Regions from separate parts of the Columba livia genome. Here region 2 is linked to region 1. Evidence: chromatin contacts called from public Hi-C data. All regions are on one chromosome and are shown on one strand. Each heading gives the region's core, a stretch centred on a gene start, on an enhancer-like site or on the middle of the called end of the contact. The rest is flanking DNA. Distances are from core to core; before and after follow the strand shown.

Evidence for each region. A called contact is a pair of places that touch in the nucleus more often than the background predicts.
Region 2: a contact with region 1 is called in a Hi-C map of crop, with 2.8 times the contacts expected there. The contact joins the enhancer-like site here to the promoter of EIF2S3 in region 1.

The regions. Positions count from the first base shown.
Region 1 is chr1:105,926,458-105,931,308 of bColLiv1.pat.W.v2, forward strand. It overlaps EIF2S3 (eukaryotic translation initiation factor 2 subunit gamma), which reads right to left and starts at 2,523. Exons shown (of 12, transcript XM_065071036.1): 1 at 2,270-2,523. The coding sequence starts at 2,338. KLHL15 (kelch like family member 15) reads left to right here and starts at 2,589. Exons shown (of 5, transcript XM_065070988.1): 1 at 2,589-2,717.
Region 2 is chr1:106,047,248-106,052,098 of bColLiv1.pat.W.v2, forward strand. ACOT9 (acyl-CoA thioesterase 9) reads left to right here. Exons shown (of 15, transcript XM_065071057.1): 10 at 2-113; 11 at 1,267-1,357; 12 at 1,841-1,926; 13 at 2,715-2,802; 14 at 2,988-3,138; 15 at 3,384-4,851. The coding sequence ends at 3,442. Among named protein-coding and RNA genes, the nearest start is that of PRDX4, 16 kb to the right of the region's middle. Within about 2 kb of position 2,729, at least 1 of the 3 cell types and tissues checked has an H3K27ac peak away from gene starts, as active enhancers do.

The DNA.
Region 1 (4,851 bases), core at 1,273-3,772:
TTGTATCTAAATGTTTAGAGTGCTATATGTATTTCCTTAAAAATTATCCAGTAGTTCTATTCAACAAAATCCAACCAAGCTCATTAAAATAATTCTAGATATGCGTTCTAGTCTTTTAAGTATGTGAAATAGGACAAAAACCCAACAAAATTCTAATTGTAAATCAGTAGAAGTTGCAAATCAAATCACCGATCATAAATTGGTATCGGCTGCAAGGTATTAACGATGGAAGTAAACAAAACAAAAAACCTCAAAAGAAGCTCCAATACACAGAAAAAAAACCCACCTACCCCCACACTTATATTACACATAACAGACAAATTCAAATTAACTTTCCGTGGGCTACACAGTGAGCTGCACGTACGTTTTAAAAACAAAAGTTTGACAATAAACAATTGTTTACCTGGTATAAGGTCTCATTACAGTTGATATATAATTACAACTAACACTTTGGAGTCAGTGGGTCCAGAGAATTCATTAATGCAATGGATTTTTTTTTAATGGCTACTTTCTCCTCAAATACTATTATTGCTCCTCTAGGTACCATAAAAAAAATCTGCTGTCCTAAACAGACTGTTGCATGAACATACTGGTAGCACCTGGCAAATCACAACATTTACAAATACATTCCATATAGCTAAAAAGATGACTCTGAAAGAGTCGTTTTGGTTTTTTTTCGACACATGTTGGACAAATGTTGAAATCCACTGTAATGTTCCTCTGTACTACTTTTGAAACTATTTACAGTTATTTTCCATCCTGCACAAATTTGCATGGATGAGCTGCTTAGTTCAAACAAAGATTCAAGATGCCAAAAGAATCCTCAGTGCAGTATAGGATATAAGTATTTTGCTAAGGTACAAATAACACACACACATTAATTTACCTTAAATCATGTATTATTTACACTGTTACATGCAGGTTCTGTGCATAACAGTATTATTTGACACAATTTGTGTAAAAATGTAAGCTCACTCATTCTATTCTCCAGTATTACATGAACAAAATGCTCATGTTCAATACAAAACAAGGTTTGTCCAGCTAACACAGGCAATTAATTTTTTATTTCTTGTATATCTAACTTTAAATGACTACACACAACAAAGTCAACGATGGAAAATGACCTGCAGATGGCATCATCTAGTAGGGTGACAAGCATGATGCAAATCCTGCCATCAGGAGAAATTCTCCTGGTGCACACAATTATGCACACATGCAATTTTTTCTTCAAGACTAGCATAAGGCTAAGTTCAGCTCTAAGCTCCAGCCAGCTGTAAGTATTCAAGAGCCAACTGAAACGTATAGTATAGGTCTTAAAGGTAATTCCTGCTGACCTTCCAAATACGCCTATACGTGCTCTTTCTCACTGGCAAACGCTATGGTCAACACCGATAGTTAGTGAAGAAACTTCTAAAAATTACTAATATGCTTCCCTAACAAATATCAACATGCTTAGCTATAACACAAAAAGAATTATTGTACTCAAAGCCCACAAATATAAAAAAATTATTATTTTAAAGACATACGGCCCTTCTAGTTTACTTAACACCAGAGGCAGCAATATGACCTTCCGCTGCTTTTGTCTGCATATATGTGTAATAAACAAGACAGCTCAGGCAACATATTTAATAGGCAAGACTACCACAGCAAGAGACCACTGCAACTGACTTGCTCGGTAGGCAAGAAAATTTTCTAGGTAGGCCAACCAAGACAGGGCTGGCAGCCAATCCATCGAGCCTGCTGGGGAATCGAACACCAATTTATAACTGTACTTTGGGAAGAGAAGAGCCTTTAACATCGCTAAAACAGGACAGCCCCTATGAGGAAGAAACTGCACGTCTCCACCACTGTCACACAAAGACTTCGCTCGCAAAGCCGGGACGCCAACTCGCTGAGTTTTAGACTCATCTCACCAGCAAGCGAAGCGCCTCATCCAACTAAACCAAACCCGCAGCGACCTGCCTAACCTGCTCCCAGCGCCGCCGCTCTGCCCGCAGCCGCTTTCAGCCACCCCATCCCTCGGACCCAGAGAGCTGCAACTCGGTCCCCACAGCACCGCCGCCTTCCGCGCCCCCTCAGACCTCCCCGGCTCCAACGGCCACAGCGGGGCCTGGAAGGAGGCACGGATCCCCTCAGCCTCCCAGCGCCGCCGCCCGCCCACACCCCCATCCTCAGCGCCCCTCCCCGGCTCCACCACCCGCATCCGCTGCTCCTCAGTGTCCGCGGCCACCTGCCCCCGTCCCCTGGGCGCCCGCCAGGCGGGTCTCACCAAGGTAGCGAGGTCCTGCCGGCTGAGGTGCGGCTGCCCCAGAGTCACTCCCGCCTCATCCCCCGCCATCTTGGCCCGAAGAGGAAGTGAGGAGGCTCGCACGGCCGCCTGACCCTCGGCTCCTCTCGGTGCCGCCAGCGGCGGCGTGCAGACCGGCACCAGACGGCCAGAGGACAGGCGTCCGGCTCACAGACCCGCCGCGCTGGGCGGTGCGGGGCCGCTACCAGCCCCACCGCGGGGCGGAAGCGGCTCAGGCGCGCTACGGGCCAGCCCCGAGAAGGACCCCCATCGCCCTCACGTCGGGTGATGCAACCGGGCCTGCCGCAGCGGCTGCTCCGCGTGCGCCGGCGCCGCCAGAGAGGCGTGCGCATGCGCGGGGCGGGGCGGGGCGGCGGGAGCGCGCCTCGCGCGTGCGCTTGCCGCCGAGTAACGGTCGTGGCTGAGCGCGGTGAGGGGCGGCGGAGGGGAGACGTTGGGGCGGGAGCGGCGGGCTGGTCAAAACGTAGCGCTAGGGAGGACGTGTGGTGTTACACGCAGCTTTCGGTAACTGCTGCTGGAACGAGCGTCCGGGGAATCCGCGCTTCTAATTGTTACTGTGGAAAAGGGATTGTCTTTTGTCTGTACGACAGGCCGGCTGGGCCCGCGGTTACTCTCTGCTAGTGGTGTGTGCTGTATATGTAAAATACTGCCATTGCTTTGGTAGAGCGATCTGGATGGGGACCTAGTCTGGCTAATAGATGCACCAGAAAAAGGAGTTTCAACCTGTGTTTATGCCTATGTAACGGCATGGTGATGTAGGTTTATTTGGGGCAGTGAGTGGGTGTGATGCACAAAGGAGGTTGGGGTAACATTGAAGCAAGATATGCTTTGTATGTACTGGAAATTAGCATATCTAATTTGATGTCTGATCATCTTACCTGCTTGAACAGTACAATGTCACTCTGCATATGTTAGTAATCTCTGCTGGCCATGAGCCTGATAAGATTTTGAATTTCAACCTTCCTCTTGTTACTGTCTTTTGTAGGTTGGATGTTTAGTGTTAGGGAGACCGTATGGAAATAAGACCCTGCCCCGTGATACAAACAGCTTCAATCTTCTGCATTGAGCAGCTAAAAACCCCACCAAATGTGTAGTGTTTTCAGTGTCCAGTATGACATAAATGCTTTAAAAAAATTGAACTAAAATCCTTGATCCGGTGATGGGAGACATCTTAGAAGTTCAACAGAGACTAAAGGTCAAATTCACAACTGTCCCCCATGTCTTCTCCTTCATAAAAACTTGTTAAATGCATAGAGGATATTGCTACTAATAGGATTGCTTCTATGATTGGAGTAACAAGTTTCACTGTAAGTAATCAACTATGTCAAATACATGCACATTCAATAACAGTGGCTTTGCCTGCTGAAAGATGTGATGGTTCTTAGATTTTTGCCTGGCTATCTGCTGGGGTCAAAGAAACAAGTTTGGAGGAGACAGCAGTTGAAATGTGATGATAGAAATCTGTGTGAAACTGGTATGTCTGGTTTAACAATACTTGTAACCTCCCACTTATGCAAATACTACTATTTCCATTCTTGCCTGATACAGAAGTTAGAACTGAGTTCTGCTGGATATACCTAGAACAAATACATTGCCAGCATTTTTGTTTTGAATAAATGAATATGAAAATGTCACAAGAAAACTTACAGTATGTGTAATGGCATTGCCAATGACAAAATATATTTTGTCTTGCAACCCAATAATTTTGCATATTGGTCTGGAAAATAAAATTTAATGTCCAGTCTTTCGTCAGGACACATGATATTTTCAATTCTATATAAAATATATCACTTCATGGAAAAATAATAGGTGCTTATGACTGACATACACAAAGTATAATGGGAACATGATGCAATACTTGGTTGTAGTTGCTTCGATGTCCAGGCATGTATAATCACTCTTTTATGAAAATGAACTGAAAATACTAGACTCTGTAGTTACTTAGCTGTTTAAATTATGCAATAATGCAGTGCAATGTAAAATTATGGAAACAGTTTTTGTCATGTTTGCAGCAGCCTTTAGAAAGGGTTTAATCTGTGCCAAGAACCCTGCCAGGCATCTGAAAAAAAGTGCACAAACTATTGCTCCTGTTTTAACAATGAGATCATACATTTTACATATTCTGAGATACTCTTGTTACTTTGATTGATCTCTTTGGGAATATGTGTAGTATGAAGAAAAACCAAAAAAGTCTAAAGACTGAAAATGTCTAATTAAAGTAGCTAAAAACATTTATTGGAGTTGTCAGTTACATTAGGCATATATGTATAAATTAAATAATGTTTTAAATTACTCAAATTCAGTGGTAAATAGTATATGAGTATAACCCAAAAATGTGTGTCCAGAATTTTATTTATTGCAATAGTCTTATTTAAGCCAGTGGGAGCTACTTAGAAACTGACTTCATGAAGATGCCTAAATCAGAGGGGTCAGTGCAAATCTCTGTGTAAACTTATATTAACTAAAGTAATGTTGATAACACTGGTCATTGTCAAGGATCCAAATTTAACAGTCTCGCATTTTTATTTAGGAGATGAGAATTG
Region 2 (4,851 bases), core at 1,479-3,978, 120 kb after region 1:
GTGAACAAGCTGAAGAGGATTGATTTCAGCACTGCTTCCTTACTGAAAATGGCTCCCACTGCAGAAGAAAGAAACATTATTCATGACATATTCCTTAATACACTGGACACAAGGCAAGAAGGGGAGGGGTGGAGGAGAACTGAAGTCCTATGTAAGAGAAAAGTGATGTGCCTTCTGAGTGGGTGCTCGTAAGAGGGAAGTCTGAAATAAATGCATGCATTTTGCTTTCCCATTTCACTGTTTAAATTCCATATAATTTTATTTGAAACACAGGTACGAACTTTAATGTGCCATCTGCATCTCCTAAAAGAATTTTCTGTCATTAAGGAGTGTTAGCTGTGCCCAGGTGGTGAAAGTGACAGCGTGAGCACGAACTGTTCTGGGCAAGCTGTTAGGAATAATGTTGAGGAACAGGTTAATGATGTTTAACCAAACAGGGGAACGGTATGCTTTTGCAGCCATGTGACTTGCACAACCTAAGAGTTTTCTGCCATTATATCTAGAGAAAAAAAAAACTGTGAGGGCAGGAATTGGCCATGTTTTGACGAGGTAACTTTGCAATGTGTTTTAAATGTCATACCTGACAACATTATTTGAGGAAGACTGTTGTTGGTGTGCTTCTCTTAAACTTGAGATTTGTGTGAAGTTGTCCAGTGTCAATGGTGATAGAACACTGCCTAATCACATTAGTGCAATGTTGTATTTGTGGATAATTTATAATTTCTTTAGCTTACTAACATTATACAATTGTTGTTTTCAAAGCTGTTCAGCAAAGTGAGACGTACTTTCCCTTAAAATTGGCAGATATATTTTGTACATGTTTTGTCTGGATTTGAAAACCTCAAACCGTCTGCATGTTTGATGTTGAATTACTCTGTTAGCTCATTGTGTGCTTTTCATTCATATTATGACTTAAAAAATAGAGTAAGGCTTTTCTGACAAAGTGTGTGCTTTGTAGTTGTGATTCATTTTTTCTTTGGTGTACCTTTCTCGAGCTTGTTCATTTACATAAGCTTGAACATTAGCAGAAGTTTTGGAAAGACCAGGAGCATGCGCTTATTGCAGTAACAAATCAAAGTATCATGTTAGATAAGGCTTCAAGGTCAGTTGGAACAGTTTTTAGTGACAGCATTTCTGTTTGGTCTGGGGTTTTTGTGTATGTGTGGGGTTTTGTTTTTTTAGTGTGCGTCTGCCTTTACTATTTGTGCGTTTTTGACTTTCTGAATTCTGCTAATTTGGGCTATAAATTTTATTGTCTCTTCCAAGGACAGTAAGTTTCCGCAGTCGTAAATTACCACCCAATTCAGTGTGGATGGAAGATGCAAAGCTAAAAGGCCTACAGATTTGCCATCCTCAGGTATTTTGAAAAATATCAATTAATTACAGAAATCGTTACTTATTAATTGCCTTGTAAGACTAGTCAATCCATTATTTTGTTTTGGTTCTGCAGTTCTTGCAATGTATTTAGATCTTAGTTTCTTTTGCCATTTTTCTATTATCCGTATGGATTGCCACTGCAAACCAGGAGATTTTTAATTACCTCGTTTTCTTACCAGACTGTTTGTTTTGTGTAAAGAAATTCCTTTGCAAACTGTTTAAGTTGGGCTTCTGGTTGCTGTCTCAATTTGAGTTTTTATCTTATATTGTCAGATGAGTCAGTTGAGCTCCTATTAAGTAGAGTTGCCTCAGCCATTTGGACTTTTTTATATAGTTCAGTCATGCTTTTTATACATTCAAATGCTGTGAGTTCTGCTATATACTGCGAGCAGAAGTGCAGACTTCAACACAATGCTTTGAAAATAAGTATAATGTAGCACTTTGGTTTTGTTTCCACATATAGGAACGGAACATCTTCAATAGGATCTTTGGGGGTTTTCTCATGAGAAAGGCGTTTGAACTGGGATGGGCAAATGCTTGCAGCTATGGGTGAGTCATACACCTGCAATATTTATATAATCCTGAGCATTGTGCGCTTATATGTAGGTCAGGAAGGCAAGCTGACCAACCTAATGACAATCTGAGTAGAAAAGACCTGGGCGTCTAGTAGAATCTTGCACTCTTGGAGCGCAGCACTGTTTTCCTTAGAGCATCTGTTCTACTTACGAAGAGATTTGTGTCTTGCTCCTTGGAGCTTGGTTTTTAAGCATTATATGTCAAGTTAGAAAATACATCCTTTTTCTGAGACCGACTTTTGAAGATACGTTTTCTTTCTAACTGTATAAAATAGACATTCTATCAAATAAATATGGCATGTTCTCATTCTGTACATGAGAGGAGTAGTTTCTGAACTTCTTCTACTAACTACTTGTGCTTAGAAAGTGTGACTGGGGTCATCACCCAGCCGAGGTCAGTGTGTAAATGTAATGGAGGCTGCATTGCTTGACAGAAAGTGAAGTGTCTCATGTCAGTGCTTGGAAAACTGAGGCCTAAGCAAGGGTGGCATGAAGGTTGCCTAGCATGTGTAAGTCATAAGATACAAGAATGATGCAATAATGTTTCCTTCGAGAGTGTGTATTTTTATGCGTGAGAGGTTTCCTCTAGATATTTTTGTCTTGGGCCATGACATAATTCTTCAGTGCTTCGTGTGGCCCATGTTTAGGAGGGAGAGCTGTTTTCTAGTAACCCTCAATTAAAATGCTGACGATGAAATGTTTCAAATTTCTCCAAACACCCTCATTATTCTTGAGAAGAAATTTCTCTTTTTTCTTGCTCAGGGGTTCCAGACCATTTATCGTATCTGTTGACGATATCATGTTTCAGAGGCCAGTTGAAGTTGGATCCTTATTACTGCTTTCTGGACAGGTAGGAGCTGATTTCTTTTTGAAAAGAATAATTTGTATTTGCTGTAGTCATTGTTAATCCCTGATAATGAACACTGCATTAAGAGAGCGTGTGATTTTCCTGTTAAACAGTGCAATGAAGTCTGTCAGAGCTTTTCAGTGCCAATGGCAAAATTATAAGCTATAACTCTTGTCTTAACTGCGTAGGTCTGTTACACAGAAAAAAACTACATCCAGGTTCGAGTACACAGTGAGGTTTATGATGCAGATACCAGAGAGCACCAGACAACCAATATCTTCCATTTTACATTTATATCGGAAAACGAGGTCCCACGGGTTGTCCCCAAAACGTATGGAGGCAAGTATCCAGTTAAAACATTGTCATCATAGCTCTGTAGAAAAGATGACTTTCTGTTGGAAGATTGGTCGTTTTAATAGGTGAACTATTGGCATTTGATTAATTTAGCAGGATTTCATGGCAAAGCACACCATATGCTTTGATGACAATGTGGATTGCTGCTTAATTTTAACCATCCTCTGTAGTTGTCCAGTATTGATACTGAGTTACTAATGTGGTTCTCTCTTTTCTCCGCCTTATTTCAGAGTCCATGTTGTATTTAGATGGGAAGCGACACTTTGCTGCAACCATGAAAGAAATCTGACGCACAGTGAATGCTGCATCAGCGTGCTGTCTTGGAAAGAGCTGTCACCAGAGATGGCTCACAGACAGGTGCTTGGAGTACTGAAAACCCACTCCAAAACAAACCCCAAACCAATCTAAACTCCAGAACAAAAAATACCTTTTTAGTGCTGTTTATGTATTTGCATATATTTGGATTTTTTATACTCTGCTAATAGGATTTGTTTAAATCTACTTTTACATGATGAAGCTAGGAAAAAAGGCTGAAAAATTACGATCTTAAGCTTTACATAGCTTCTCTTTGTCTGCTTTGAGAGCTCTCATTATGACCTTTGCTGTCTTGTCACCATCTGCCTACTTTCCCTTTGCAGCTCTCCTTTGTATTTCCCTGGTAAGGGCTAGAAATTCTATCAGAAAAATGTGTGCAATAAGTAGATAGAGACAGATGAACCCATTTGACCTACGTTTTTGTGTAGATTAAGTTTAGGGTCGTCTTTTTTTTTTTTAACAAGGACACATGCATCTGGGCAGCATAAGCTTAGAGGTCACCACTGTGTGCACAATGTCAAGCAGGTGTTTCCCATTAGCTGGGATTTTACAAGGTTGCTGCAGCTTCTGTTTTGGATGGCTTCACGTTTCCTTGGGAGGAAACTGATTTTTGCAATGAAATGAAGTGGCCAGATGGTCTCTTGTGGGATTCTGTTTGTGTACAGCCAGTCCTTCCCTGCCTCTTCTAGTTTGTTTGGTTTTTCTAATGGGGGGGATATAACTGTGAGTTCCTCAACGAGTTATTTCTCGTGGCCTGTAGAGATCTGATTGGTGACATTGGGTGGGACTGAGAAAAGGCATTGCAGAGCAGAATGTTTTGGTTTGTTTAGGGACTGGGAGTAGGAAAAGTAAAACGCTGCTTAAATGGTAATGGTTACATTTGATGCTGGAGTTAGGGGTGCAGAGAATCTCTGTTGAGCAGCTCCCAAGTCAGCTGCTGAATGGTGGGAGCGTTTTTGTCCCGCTGAGGGGTGGCACAGCTAGAGGGCAGCCTCCTCAACTGGGTTCTTTGTCTGGTTCCTTGGTAGACTGTAATGAAATAGGAGTATTTAAGGAGCTTTAAAGGTTGTCAAAGTTTACCTGTGAAGGACAGAGTTATTCCCCACCACAGAGGGGACACCTCAGTGGACATAACCACGGCATGGAAGGAACAGGAAGAAAGTACTTGATACTGAAGTGCTTCTGATGCGGTGGAGAAAGTTCCAATGTCTCCAATATCTGGCAGACAAAGCCCAACATCCTGAAATTCAGAAGGTGGGTGGATGGGACGTATCACCTTTTAGCAGTGAGGATGATTAGTCACAAGCGCAAAATTGGACTTCTGATAGCTTTGAATCAAGGCTGATATCCCGTCTGAGCAGGACACTCACAGAGGAGTAGTTG